Linked DNA regions of Rattus norvegicus: region 1 is linked to region 2. A link is a contact called in public Hi-C data. All regions are on one chromosome and are shown on one strand. The core of a region is the stretch at or near the end of the contact, and the rest is flanking DNA. Distances in the headings are between cores, read along the strand shown.

The links. Hi-C and Micro-C count contacts between places; a contact is called where the count stands out from the background.
Region 1: a Hi-C map of hepatocytes shows a contact between it and region 2, with 2.1 times the contacts expected there. The contact joins the promoter of Ccdc86 here to the promoter of Pga5 in region 2. A contact is called at or near these places in 9 of 12 Hi-C or Micro-C datasets (the A7r5 cell line, frontal cortex, hepatocytes and 5 more) and 1 of 1 datasets of contacts at active chromatin or transcription factors (oligodendrocytes).

The regions. Positions count from the first base shown.
Region 1 is chr1:217,017,021-217,024,395 of GRCr8, forward strand. Ccdc86 (coiled-coil domain containing 86) reads right to left here and starts at 4,419. Exons shown (of 4, transcript NM_001006974.3): 1 at 3,699-4,419; 2 at 940-1,069. The coding sequence starts at 4,399.
Region 2 is chr1:216,750,433-216,757,579 of GRCr8, forward strand. Pga5 (pepsinogen A5) reads right to left here and starts at 1,635. Exons shown (of 9, transcript NM_021753.1): 1 at 1,563-1,635; 2 at 243-402. The coding sequence starts at 1,615. It also overlaps a transcript of Vwce not described here.

The sequences.
Region 1 (7,375 bases), core at 3,169-5,668, 270 kb after region 2:
TGGGGAGGAAGTGACCTATGATCTTATGTATTAAAAGGAGGATTGGGAGGATGCACCTTTCCAGTTGCTCACAAGTTGGCAACTATTTTGGCCAAGCAGGAATCAAGGCTGCACAGGAAAAAAGATACGGCTTTAGTGACAGCTAGATCTGCAGTGATGCAAAGATAGGTGGAGGGATGCCTTAGTGATTTGACTGGTCCATCCCTCCTCTCAGTGGCCAATCTGGGACTACAGAGCTGAGACAAATCGTTTGAATCAGAACTCCTTCTGTACCTTGGGCTCAACAGACTGGCAGTGGGAGCTGAACTCGTCCCTGTGGACAGTCCTGCTAACCAACCCAGCATGTCCTTGCTCGCTCAGTGCTGACTGCCGAAGCAAAACTGGGACTGTTTTCAAGACTTCCTGGAGGCTAAAGGTGTTGGGAACAAGTCTTTGTGGTGCTGGTGATTGAGTTCAAGGCTCTGTGTATGCTAGTCAAGTCCCTAGCTCATGGGCATGAATCTCTAATGAGATTCTGAATTGGGGCAAGGGGAGTGAATTGGAAGGAAGGTATAAGAACCACCCCCAGGATAGTGTGTGGGAATCTCTTCTAGAATGACAGCAACAAATCCGAGGCAAGCTTTTCCCTCATAAGCAGATCTCTGAGAGGGGTCTAGCCCCACCATATTGAACGCCCCCGCCGCCAAGATGGCTTGCTGGTCTTTACCCTGGGCTCATCACACTACTTCCAGGTCTCCTGCATGTCCATAAGCAAAGGCTTAGCTGTATGGTAGAGTGGGAATTCTACCATGGCCCTAGACTATTCTTCTTACCCCTGGGGTCCTCATGCCCAGGAGCTCTGACTAAGTCATACTCCTTTGTCTGTCATCCTCCCAGCGTCTACTGCAGCAGATATGTATTTGGCCTCTGGGATCCAGACTTGGAGGGATGGTCCCTTACCTGCCGGCGCCTCTGTTTCTCCTCCTCCAGGTGCCGGGCGAAGTCCTTAGCCAGCTTCCTCTCCTGTCGCTCCTTCATCTTCCTCTGCCAGGAGGTACGCAGGGGCTTGTCCTGAACCATCTGGGAGAACCTTGGCAGGAGAGGAGGGGACCTCTGTGGTGTTGCCTTCACACCCTGCTGTCACTGGGCTCTGGGTCTGCGTCTACTCCTTTCCTGACTGCCTGGCATTCAGCTTTCTACAGAAGCTTAGGAAGGAATGGGCTACTAAGCATGTAGGCCTATTTCCATTCCAAGACTCAAGAGTCCTCTCATTCCTGAGTGTAGTTTGGGACTTGAAGCTTTCTGTACTCATACAGCTTCAGCTGTGCAGTTTTGCTGCTACCAAACAGGGTAACTTGTGAGTGAATGCCTCTGGAGATGAGGTGCTCATTCCCTAGAGGGGTGTGACTTTACCTCCAAACAGCAAAAACAAAGCCTTTCTGTAAAAAATTCAGATTATTCTTCAGTTTGGGGGATGTGAAGGTGGAGAAGTGGGATTTGGGGGTTTCTGATAAGTCTGGCTTTTCTGGAGAGTCAAATGCTCTTACAGTCATAGAAGAATGGAGATGACATCTGTAAGAACACTCTAGGGTATGCTAAAACATTTTAGGAGGGGTTAAGTGCAGGGACAAGGAACAGAAGATAAAGCTGGGCCAGGAAATGCTGAAAACTGTTGAAACTGGTGATAGGACTCATAAAACTCAGCTCTTTCCTTTTCTGTGATAAAAAGTAAAAATAAAATGAAGACAAGCCCTCACATCTCTCCCCCACTACCTGCTCAGTCTGCTGGGTGTCCCATGGGCCTGTTCTCCCCCCAACCCTCTCTTATCCCCAGAACTCTAAGGCTCCTCAGCAGATCCTTTCACAGTGGCCCTTCTGCCTCCCACACTCCAACCTTGACTCGTGTAGGAGTTCCTATTTACTTGCCTGTTAGAGGATATCTTGAGGAACCCTGTCTCTGAAGGCCTTGGTGCATGTCTGTGGCTGACCAGACAAAGGTCAATGCTGCATTTCTGAGTGTCTGCTCCCTTCCTAGAGTCTGGCACACAGTGTGGAACTTGGCACCAGGTTTACTCACAGGCAGTCTGGTTCTGTCCCCTCCCACTGCATCGCTAGCTTCTGACACCAGCATTCTCCTCTCTGCTAAGTCCCCAAGCTTTCTCAAGACCCAGCTTCCAAAAAGCAGAGCAGTGGGTACCTTGTGGACTTCCTTTCACTCTTAACAAACCGGAATTTGAGAATCCTGGAAGGACAGGATGATGGAAGCCTGGAGAAACCAGAGCCACTAGACATAATACTATATCTTGTTAGAGCATCAGTGACAACAATGTTCCGTCATGGAAATGATCCCCGCCCCTTCCTGAAAGGGAATCACTACGTATAGGCTGCTGTAGCGCTTGATTTGTAGTTTGTGTTAAGAAGACTCATAGATTATTTCATTTAATAGTGAATGTAAATGTAGCAAGTGGCTACAGCACTGAGGCAGAGTCGATGTTCAGCACTAGTTATTGGAGATGGAAAACAGGCCTGGATGTCTGGTCCTGAGACCATTATTTACTTCCTATGAGACCCTGGGCAAGGAAGCCTCTCAGCCACGGCACCCCCCTGTGTGTACATAACAGTATAGAAGGGTAACAGGTTGCCTGTGGCCATCAGTGGCCTGGCTACTGTGACTTGCTGGGAGCAGCTTCAAAGTTTTTCTGATTGGTGCCTTTCTCTTTAAGCTTAACTTTCTTAAGTTTAATGGAGTATGCTTGGGGGAGGGGTTATACCCAGAGCTTAGGCTTTAAGAGTAACAAAATGACATCTGTAAAGTGCCTGCACAAAGCCTGGCACAGTCCATCATCCGTCAATGTCATCCTCTTAAAATCTCTGATGCCCTGTTCTCTTACGAATTCTTGTCTTTGGCCAGTAGCTGATACTTCAACCCTACTTCTTCTCCAGAGCTGAAATTTCAACTGAACCCACTTCTCTTTCCCTGCTGCCTAAACAATGCCCTTCATATAAGCCTCCTCATTCCTTTACTGAAAAATATAAACTCAGCATTACCATGCCCCAGCACTGAAAGGACAAGGAAGACCCCATGTCTTAAGAAGGCTGCAACCCAAGTGAAGCTGGTCAACAGAAGCAGGTTAATGGGTTCCGCTCACTCGCTTTGCGGTCAAATCTATGCTCCCATCCCGTGTCTCAATTAGCCTCCGTGAGCCTTGTTTTCTTCAGATGTACAATATTAATACTAGTAACACCTGCTCCAAAGGGGAAAGATTAAATGTGATTACATGTGTGGCTGGCTATGAAAGACTCACTCTCTGGCCATCCCTAAGGAAGTGACACAGAACCAGTGATGATATTTTACAGTAAAAAGGATCTCACTATAATGGCTGCCTTTCTTGCTCTGCTTCCCTCACTAGATGTGGCAGACAAGGTGGCACATGCCTTCAAACCCAGCACTAGGAAGGCAGAAGCAAGCATATCTCTGTGAATTTCAGGACAGCCATTGTCACACAGTGAGACCCTGCCTCGCAATAAAAAAAGGGAAGGAAAGGAAGTTCAAAAGAACACCTCAAGACCACTGAGGATCTCCCTTAGGCATTTTGACATGATCCTGTTTGTTAATTTTACTCGGGTGAGCTCTTTCAAGTCTGGGATTTCATTCAGGCGAAGGCAAGGTCCAAATGCACGGAGAACCCAACACATCGCCCATGCTGTCCTCACTTTACCTCTTCTTGGAGCGGTCTTTCCACACACGCCCGGATTTGGGCTTCCCCTTCGGAATTACAGGAAGCTCCTCCTTCAGTTTCTTGGACGCTGGGGCCTGGGGAGAAGCTATAACTCGCTTCTTTAGGTCGAGACTTCCGGTCACTGACTCTCCAGCCGGAGGTAGCTTGCTTGGCTCCAGCTGGCGCTCTGGGGAGCTAGGTGCCTGGAATGCCAGCTCCTGTGCTGGCTGGGAGGGCTCGGGACCCGGTGCTTGCTGACCCGGGCAAGGCTCGGGAGATCTTGGGATCACCTCCTCCTTAGCGTGGGCTACCTCAGAGTCCTGTGTGGGAGATAATTTGGATGACTGCTCTCGTTGCGGGGATTCCGGATTCGACTCTGTCTGTCCTGCAGGTGAATCCAGGCCCAGATCTTGATGAAGTTGAAGGGACCCAGGGTGAGGCTCTGGTTGCCTTTGTGGGGACCCAAAGCCTGCATCCTGTTTAGGACAGGGTGATTCGGGGCTAGTCTCCGGCTGAGGTTGGGGAGACACAAGGTCCAGTGGCGGAACTCTCGGAGACTCGAGCTCTCTTGTTTCTTCTGGGTTCGACTTGAAATCTACAAGAGCCCGTTTGGCCCGAGAGACTTCGGGGTCAGGAAGGTTCTCCAGAGACAGAGGGTTTAGGCCTTCCAGCCGCCGGCTGCGCCTCAGCGGCGTACCCATGGCTCACGTGTAGTCTCCGTAGCCTTCAGAATCGTCGGCGCCTTCATATGACGTCAGACTCGTCTATTTCCGTACCGGGCAGGAAGTGCGCACTGGCGGTAGAGTGATGCGTGGAAAAGCAGGGGATGTTTGTCCCGGGGGCTGGGCTTAGTAGACGCATGCGTGTTGTGTCTGGTTGCTGGGTTTCCGCGATGCGGTTTTTTTTTTTTTTTTTTTTTTTTTTTTTGGTCGTTTTTGTTTTTGTAAACCGCGAGTTCTAGGTGCAAGAGAAGCGGGGTTGGAGTGGGGTATACCTTTTCTTTTTTCCCTGAGAGAAGAGGTTGGCAAAAAGGCGGAGGGAGTTTGTAGGCAGAGCTGAGCGTGTTAATTTACTCTGGAACAGCTGGGCCCGCATACGTCACGTTTTCTTTTGTTTTATCTTTTGTAATAGTAGCTTTGCGCAGTGTAACAAAGGAGGAGGCCCTGGGGGTCTGCATGAGTGGGAAATCTTCAATTTTTGAGTTTTCTTAAACGTTCTCACCCTTACCATCTCTTTTACTACTGTGCCCAGATATGCTTCAACAGTTTCAATCAGCGAAGTGTCAGGTCTGAGGCCCAGAAAACCCTGACTGCTTTGTTGTCAATGTTGGGGGGTCACAGCGTGTGCCCGAAGTCAGGTCTGGCTACCCCATCGTCAACAAACCACCGGAAAGAGCCAAATTAAAATTGGAAAGCTTTAGAAAAAGAATTATTCAAATGGCCATACTGGGAAGAGAGGCAAAGAGATTCTGTGAATCACCCAAATTCGACCTCAGGGTTCTAAAGTTAGATAGAAAGTTTAGATAGAGGGCCAAGGATAAATACATTTAAGTAGTCCTTATCAAGGTATGACTCTGTCCACCATTGCCCCACCATTATCTGGGTTTTAGTCTCATCCTGTAGGTGGTCTGACAAGCTCTTTCCAGGGGACAAATTTCCCCTCTGGCTGGTACCCGTTTTTGTCTCCCCTCTGGCTGGTACCCTTTTTTCTTCTCCCAGCATGAGAATTCTGAGAAAATTCCCATTTCTTTGGAGTCCACTGTTTGTTTGATTGTCTGATAGGCAAAAGTGTCTCTTTAGAATACCTTCATTTCTGCCAGGATGGTTACATGCTGACCCAGGAGGAGGCAAGGAAGATGTAGAGCCAGAGAAAAGTTTCTGCAGGGTAGAAAGTGGATGCCCAATTCTTGGACACACCCCCTAGGCACTGCACACATGGTCTCAGATGCATACTGATGGAGTTAACCTGAGTCCACCCTTAGGGTTAGGGAATAGCACAGCTTCTCCATGTCACTAAGAACAATTGCACCCTGGTGTTGTAATTATATGTCAGCTCCTGCCTCCCCAGTAATGGCTCAGAGCCCTCATGTCCCTGATTTAAGGGGAGCTGCAGGGAGTTGTGGTTTTCTCCAGGCTGCCTCAGACCCCCAACCCCCTTCCTGTCTCTTGCCTCTATCTGGTCACTTGCAAATATTGATTAGAGCACATCCTGGGTCTACTTAAATAATTCAGGTCTAATTTTGTGTCTCTTCCAGGGATGGAGCGTGAGAGTGTGTGTGTGTATGTGTGTGTGTGTGTGTGTGTGTGTGTGTGTGTGTGTGTGTGTGTGTGTAGGAGAGATTGATTTTGGACAGAAGACGTTGGATGTGCCTTTAACATCTGTGCAAGGTTCCACTTGAGCCCAGCCTGGTTTATCACTGTATGCACCGGTCAGGGAAGACTCCTGAAATTTTCAGAGTAGGTAGCTTTCTTCCTCAGTTCCATCTAGTAGTAGGATAAGAAGGGGCTCCCCCACCCCTCAAGAGACCTCAGCAGGGTTTAGCCCCAGGTTCTTGTGAAGGTAATCTGGTAATTCATGTGCCCTCAGGCTTTTCCCTGGCTCACTTTCCCATTCACCCATTGTTGCTTCTGGGGGGGGGGCACTTTGTAAACATTATTTGCATATAAATCCTCATTTTAAGTGTTGGCTCTTGTTAGCTATCAAAAGATCTCCAGAACCTTGACTCTCCTGGCAGAACAGTGAGATGGGGGTGGGGTTGGAGTGGGAGGACTAATAAAGGTCTGTCTCTTTCTTTGTGTTTGAATGTCTGGGCTTGTCTTTCAATCTCTCTCTCTCTCTCTCTCTCTCTCTTACCTGTGGCCATTTACCTCTGCCAGGGCAAAGTGAGAGAGTACCAGACTGACTGTCCTTGTCTCTTGACTCAAGCTTGCAAATCACTATGCTCTTGCTTGTATAAATTGCATGTGCCCATCTGTGTGTATCTGTGCACCTCTATGTGTGCATCTGTTAGTGCAGACTATTGTTCTAGGATAGACAATCATCCTCCTGGTTTGGTATTCCAGGGGACTAAAGAACTCCAGGAGACCCCTTGTAGGCAACAAGTGTTTACTTAATGCTGGGGATTTCAAAACTCAACCGTGCTGCCCTGGTAGGATGAATGATTGAAGTCTAGGAGAATATCTGATCCATATCATGGGTCCATTTGTAGGCACTGGTTTCCTTCAGTCAGCAGATCTTAGGTTACATAAATAAACCAGGTCTTGCCCTGTCAGCACCTCATGGCATGTGTGACACTCAACCCCTCCAGTGCACAGACCAGGAGCAGTTAGGGACAGAAATGTCTGCAGGAGGGGCCGTTGCCAGGCAACTAAACCTTCCCTCTCTGTGACTAATCCTGGCTCACAGTGTCACTCTCTGCCTGGCTTTGGACAACTGCTTTATCCTTTCTGTGTCTTGGTTATCTTCTGGGAACAGGGAGATTTACTATGAAAAACTGAGGCTTTGGAGTCAGACTGGCCAGGCTCCCACCTCTACTTAATTGCTACGTGATCTTTATGAGTACCCAAGCCTCCCTGTGCTTCAGTTTCTTTATTAATAAAAATAGTCACAAGAACAGCACAACTGCCTCCCAGGGTTGTGCAGAGTAAACAGAGCTGCACAGCACATACCCGGCAGCT
Region 2 (7,147 bases), core at 385-2,884:
TGTGTGTGTGTCTACATCCAGTTCGTATTTTATGTGATTTTTATGTGAATGTTAGGGATTTGAACTGAGGTCCTCACACTTGAGCAGCAGGTGCTCTTAGCTGCTGAGCCACCTCAGCCCCTGCTCTCTACCCTTTCTGACTTTAGGAACCTCAGCCCCAATTCAGGATTCCTCAGAGGGGCCACAGTGCTAGGCAAAAGCCCTAGGGGGCGCTCGGGAGCTCCAGTTCCCGTCACACTTACGTCTAGGTAGTTCCTCATAGGCTCATAAGTTACTGATGGGTTCCTGCGCTGCTCAAGAAGCACGTGGGCACGGCTGCGAGGGTACTTCTCCAGGTAATCCTTCAGCATGTGGCTTTCCCGCAGGTTTTCTCGCATGGACTTAATCTTCATCAGAGGGATTCTTTAAATGAGCATCCGGAAGGAAATTAAGTGAGAGATCAAGGAGCCGTGGGGCGCCAAGAGGCGACTCCGGGGGACCACACCTTGCATTGCAACTGCACAGTGGGTTTTCCAAAGAAGATAGATCACAGTGAGAAGACAATGGCAGGGTGCCTGGTTTCCAGGCTCTGGTATTCGCTTTCGAGCCGGCCACGGGGCCGTTCTGAACCTTTCAGCTTCCCTTTCTGTAAAGAAGATGGGAAAATAACTCGCTTCACGTTGACTGCTCAGGGTGGCGGTGATGGACCGCCGGTGATGGAACATCTACCATCTGTCCTAACACTCTTCCCAGTATTGTCTTTCTCAAAGTAGCCAGAGAGGAAGGGTGGAAGATGGGACATTTCTACCCCAAAGCCCCTTTCCTTGTGACTCAGCTTTGGTCACCATGATGGTTACCAATCAAAGCTACGCCTAGGAAGAAGCCCCACCCCCTTTTGACTTTTCATTTTGAGACAGGGTCTTATGTATTCTGGGCAGCATCAGACTTGATATATAACTGAGGATGACCTTACACTTCTTATCATCTGGTCTCTATCTTTCAAAAGCTGACATTACAAGCAGATACCACTGCACGCAGGTGGAAGCAGCCCTCAAACCCACCTTGTTTCAATCAGAGGTGAGGGATGAGAGAAAAATGGGAAATGCCAGGGAGCTAAAGTGAGAAATGATGAGGCCTGAGCCCAAAGAGAGAGAGAGAGAGAGAGAGAGAGAGAGAGAGAGAGAGAGAGAGAGAGAGAGGTCTGTGGACACAGAGACTCTCAGAGAGGTGGTGGTGGACAGATGGATGGATGGACAGACAGACATGCTGAGAGAGGTCTAAAAGACAACATAGAAGCTATACCCCTAAAGCTGCACTGAAGGATTTTGGTGAGAGACGTCACACAGACCATGATGTGACTTGTGCTCTTGGAGTTGGGTGACCCTGTATGCCTGCCCCAAGACTTCTGGGCCTTCCGGTGTTCCTGGCAAACTATCACTGATGAATGGACATCTGAAGGTTATGAAGGCCAGCGGGGGATTTCATTTCCTTCTTCACTGTAGGATAGGCATGGGATAAGAGGGTCAGACAGTTTTACAGGAGTGAGAAAGAGGCCAGGCTGATAGCACTCAGTTTATACTTACTTGACCAAGCACTCTGAGAGGGCCACAAGCCCGAGGACCCAAAGCCATTTCATGATCCTTTCCCAGGCTAAGGTGCTAGGGAGAAGCTCTGGGCCTGAAGCTGTGTGGAGAACTGCTTATTAAGTACGTCTGGCCTGCTCTAATCAGACCCTGGAGGGCCACTAATGGGGCCTGATAAGAAATGCAAACCTCCCCGATAACATCTTTACCCTGGTCAGGAGAGTAAAGGGCTAAACTTTCTCAGAATCTAGGGAGTTTTTGTGGTTGTGAACGTAGCACCAAGTCACCTGATTTTACAGAGTGGGGAGACGCCTGCTATCTTGGTGATAAAGACCCTGTGGATAAAGTGACAAAGGTAAGTGCTAGGTGCCTCTCTGCTGGTCAGATCCCACCAGTTACTAAGTGGCCTGTGAAGTGTACTCTGCTGTCCTCATTAGAGAGTGGGTTACTGGGAGGTACAGAAGGCCTGGTCTGACAACCTGAGTTTGCTATCCAGGGCCCACGTGGTGGGAAGATAGAACTGACTTGTTTAAGCAATTTTTAACCTCCATACACCTCCGTGGTAGTTCAGAGGCACCCACCCACCCACATAAAACAAACACACAAATAGATCAGTAAATGTAAAAATGTATCCATGATAAATGGAAGACTTTTAAACATTTTATTTTTCTTCAGAAACCAACAGATAGGCAGTTAGTCCCTGCCTTCATGGACTTTTCAATCTGGGGCAAGATGGGCCTGCTCAGGACCTAGGAGGCAAAGTGGGTAGTCTGGGTGGCCATGGTGGGCATGGTGCTACATTGTCTTACCACAAGGAGGCAGTCTCGAGCCAGCTCTGACTTGCCAATGCCAGGCTGGAAGGAAGCCATGGTGCCAAATTGGCCACATTTTCGAGAGAAGTCAAAGCCTGGATTTTTTTTTTTATGTGAAATTCCTGCTCTTTAAATGTTAGCAGCTCGGATATTATGATGCAGGTACTTCACAAACTGTCCCTGGCTCCTAAGCCCCTCCCTGCAAGTGGGAAGACACTCTTCATCCTAGAGGGTACAGCAGGACACCACGCAGAATCTGTTAACCTTAGCTTTTACCCTTTCTGTTCTGCCACATTTTGACGTTCTTGTTGAGGAAGCTGTGACAAAGTCTCCTTAGAAAAGCAAATGGGGGGTTGGGGATTTAGCTCAGTGGAAGAGCGCTTGCCTAGCAAGCGCAAGGCCCTGGGTTTGGTCCCCAGCTCCGGAAAAAAAAAAAAAAAAAAAAAAAAAAAAAAAAAAAAAAAAAAAGAAAAGCAAATGGACAGAGTTTGGGGACGGGGAACTTACCAACTGATGCGGGTCCCTATAGTGCTGCAGACCTGGAAGCCCTCCAATTCCAGGGGATCCAGTGCACTCTTCTGGCCTCCAAGGGTGTTTCCCCCCACCCCCATCCCATTAAAGATGGTTGTGAGCCACCATGTGGTTGCTCAGAATTGAACCCAGTACCTCTAGAAGAGCAGCCAGTGCTGGGAACAGCTGAGCCATCTCTCCAACCCACCCCCATCCCCACCCCCATGGCCCCCACAGCAAATGAGTGAACACACACAATGGAAATGTTCCCCCAAGCTCTGAGCCACTCAAACAAATGATCCAAACTGAAGGAGGGCTCTCAGGAACCCTGACTTATATCCAGTTGGAGAGAGTTATGGAGAACTCGCATATGGCTGTGGGCTGACATCTAGAGCATGGTGCAGTCTGGGCTGAGCCTAGCTGTGGAATCTGAGGCAGCCTGCAGGTGAGACAAAGCAATGACTTCAAACAAAATTCCCACGTGATGAGCACCTATTACAGCTCCCCTGATAGGACCCAGGTTGGTCTGCCCATCCAGACATGCAAATAAATATTCTTTTTAATCATCTTGTCAGAAAAACACCCCTGGGAGCCTTTGGCCTAGGAGACACATGTTTACCTCCTTAAACTGGCACTACAGCATAGACTACAGAATAATACTCTTCTCCCCACAGGAGTCAACAGTGACAGTGTGGTCTGACCTCACGACTTGGGTGGTAGGTGGAGTTGTGGAATTGGAGCCCCACCTCTTATGCCTCCCTTTTGCACTTTGACCTGTCAAGCCATCTTCCCAAGTAGCTATGCTAATCTATCCATTGCTAGTCACTAATGAGAGCCATTGTGGTCCCAGGTCCTTGCCATGACAAATGTGCTTCCATTGATACTCTGGATTTTGGTGGTCCAAATACCTTTTATTTTTGAGGCAGCATCTCCTCTATCCCTGGCTGGCCTTGGTATATACCCAGTGTGCTTTGAAATTCTGATCTTCCTGCCTCTGTCCCCTGAGTGCTTGGGTTTTGAGTGTGAGTCACCTTGCCGGGTTTATGCAGAGTATTGCAGGGGATGGAGCCCAGGGCTCCGAGCATGCTCCGTATACTCTGCTAACCAAGTCACATCTCCAGCCTCTAGGCACACGTTTTAAGAATTATACTATTTACGTATGTAGGTATATGTTGCATGGAAGGGCAGGGTTGTATGGAAGTCACAGTGGAAGCTCATTCTCTCTTTCCACTATGTGGGTCCTGGAGACAGGATGAGGATTTAGCAGGAAATGTTGTTTCCTGCTGAGCCATCATCATCTTACTGTCCCCCAAAACTTAAAAAATTTAGGCGTGTGTGTGTGTGTGTGTGTGTGTGTGTGTGTGTCTGTGTGTGTGCATGTGTGCTTGTTCACGTATTTATGTGTGGGTAGATTCATGTGGGTGGATGCCAGAAAAGAGTGTTGGCTCTCCCAAAGCTGAAGTTACAAGTGGCCGTGAGCCACTCAGTATTGATGCTGGGGTCTTCTGTAAGATCCACAGGCACAATTAACCATTGAGCCATCTGCTCAGCCCCACTCACACTAGACACTTTAAAAAATGTTATATTATTATTTTATATATATATGGGTGTTTTGCCTATATGTATGTCTATGTACCATGTATATACCTGGTGCCTATGGAAGCCAGAGAGAGTGTTGGACCCCTGAGAATTGGAGTTACAGACATCTGTGAGCCACCACGTGGGTGCTGGGAATTGAACCTGGTTTCTCTGCAAGAACAGCCAGTGCTCTTAACCATAGATCATCTCTGAAGTGGCATAAAATGGAGACTTATCTACAAAATGTCTTAGGAACCAGCAAACATGTTGTAGATATGGGCATACTCTAGAGCCCAACTCACAATTTGAATGGTTAAAAAACCACTTTGCTTTATTTTCAGCACTGGGGCTCAAGCCCCAGGCCTCACACATGCTGTCAAGCACTGTGCCATTGGGCTCCATTGTAGCCTTTTAAAGGAATTTCAGAATCAAGGAAACTCAAACGGGGAGTGGATACTGAGTGAAGTTAAAGGGAGTCGTGTGGGACTGGCAGTGCAGCTCAGTTAGTGCAGTGCTGGCCTAGGACTCAGTGAGCTCCATCTCTTACACCACACGAATCAGCTGTGGTGTGGATGATTAATGGTTGGGAGAGGGAGTCTGGAGGATCAGGAGTTCAAGGCCAGCCTTGACTACAAAGCCCGTTTGAGGCCAGCTTTGATTGTATAAGACCCTTTCTCAAGACAAGCGAACAACCAAACAAGGAAAGAACCTCGGTTTGTGGTTTGTGATCCTAGCTTTAGGGAGGCTAAGGTAGGAGTTTGTGACCAGCCTGGGCTCCATAGTAAGTTTTGAGTTAGCCTGAGCTATGTAGTGAGTCCCTGTCTGCCCTTCTTCCAGTAAAAAGGCAAAAACAGACAACAAATAATAACCCTCCCAAATAAAGAGTAAATTTATTTAGAATAAAAGTATATGGGGGGGGGGCTGGAGGATTGTGGGGGAGAGGTTGGAGAGATGGCTCAGCAGTTAAGAGCACTGACTGCTCTCCAAGAGGTCTTGAGTTCAATTCAACCATCTGTGATTGGATCTGATGCCCTCTTCTGGTATGCCTGAAGAGAGCTACAGTGTACCCACATACATGAAATAAATAAATCTTAAAACAAAACAAAACAAAAAAAAACCAGATGTGGTGATACATACCTGTAATCCTAGAGCTTGAGAGGGGAAGGCAGAAGATCAGAATTTCAAAGTCATCCTTGGCTACACAGGGAGTCAGAGGCCACCTGAGTGAAATGAGACTGAGAAAAGAAGGGGTTTAGCTGAAACTCTGAACACTGTCCCGGTTGCTGAGTCATGGGATACTATTAAGATCAACTTATAGATTTAAAATTACTTTCATAACAAATTGAACTGTTTCCTGGTTTTAGGTTTTACTTCAGTTTTGTTTAAGATAGGGTTCTGTTGGCTGGGCTGGAAGTTGCCATGTAGGCCAGGCTGGCCTCAAACTTTGCAGTGGTCCTCCTGCCTCTGTCTCCTAAGTGTTGGGATCACACAAGTGTGCGGTCACACCTGGTACGATGTCCATCTTGAAGTCCTTATCCTTAGGGATATGCCCAGAGGTACATGAAGGGCGCAGTTGGACAGCCTGGTACTGGCCAAGTTGCTCTGGAACCCCTGAACCCTGTTTCCTCACCCTGGGGTCACCTAACCCGGTTTGCATCTTTGATGAGTTTAGGGCGGGGCTGAGAAGTAGGAGAGATGGGTCAATTTTACAAAGTAACTCTTCTCAAGTTCTCAAGAAGGCTCTTTCCCTCTCTCTGGCTTTCTTGTCATTGGGACCATCTGCAGGGGGAGGGAGAGAGCCCAGGCTGAGGCAGGGGGTTGATTTGAAAGGAAAGGAGAGTGGAGGACACTACAATAGAATAACAGAGGAAAGAATTGTTGGCATGGGATATAAGAGGGATCAACAGAGAAAGGGACCTTAGAAGGGAACCATGGGTTTGCAGTGTAGGAGAGGTACACCTAGGGCAGTGGGATGTGTGAGAGGGGCATCAAGTAAACAGATCAACTGGAAGAGGAAAGCAGGCCTCACCCTGAGGCAGCACCTACCAGGGCTTCCATCCCACATGCATCTTCTGGTATAGATGCTGGAGGCTGAACCTGCTCCTTTCCTTTTGGATTCTTGCTCCAGATGAGGCAGCCTTACACAATGGCTGCTATGTCACAGGAAAGGGAATGGCTGCATCCAGTGGTCCTTTGATGATTCTGGGTATTGAGGTCACCTCAAAAGCTCTGAATATCTAGAACGTCTCTCATCTTAAAATTTACCCTCACTGGCATGACTGGGACCCAAAGTCCTCTTCCTGTTTTCCATCCTTTAGGGGAGGCGACTTGTTCCCCTGGATCAGCTTTCTATTGAAGAGTTCTCAAGTTTCCCGTTGGTAACTTCTGTTTCATGACATTTCACAGAATCCAGTGTTAGAGCATCTTGTAGACACGTGGATTCTCTGATCATTGGTGGCAGGTAGGTTGTAACTTGGGTAGGTGGCACCTGGTCTGCCCACTCCGTCCTGAGTGCCAAGCAGACATCACCAGTTGATCCCAGCACTCCTGACCTCTGGATAAAGCTGTAGAATCCTGAGCAACATAGATCCCCTTCAGTAGAATGTCCTACTGGTCAGCACTGGCACTTGGTCAGGAGTGACTGGTGTTTCCCAAGCCCGACTGCTTTCTTTGGAAGAAGGGACA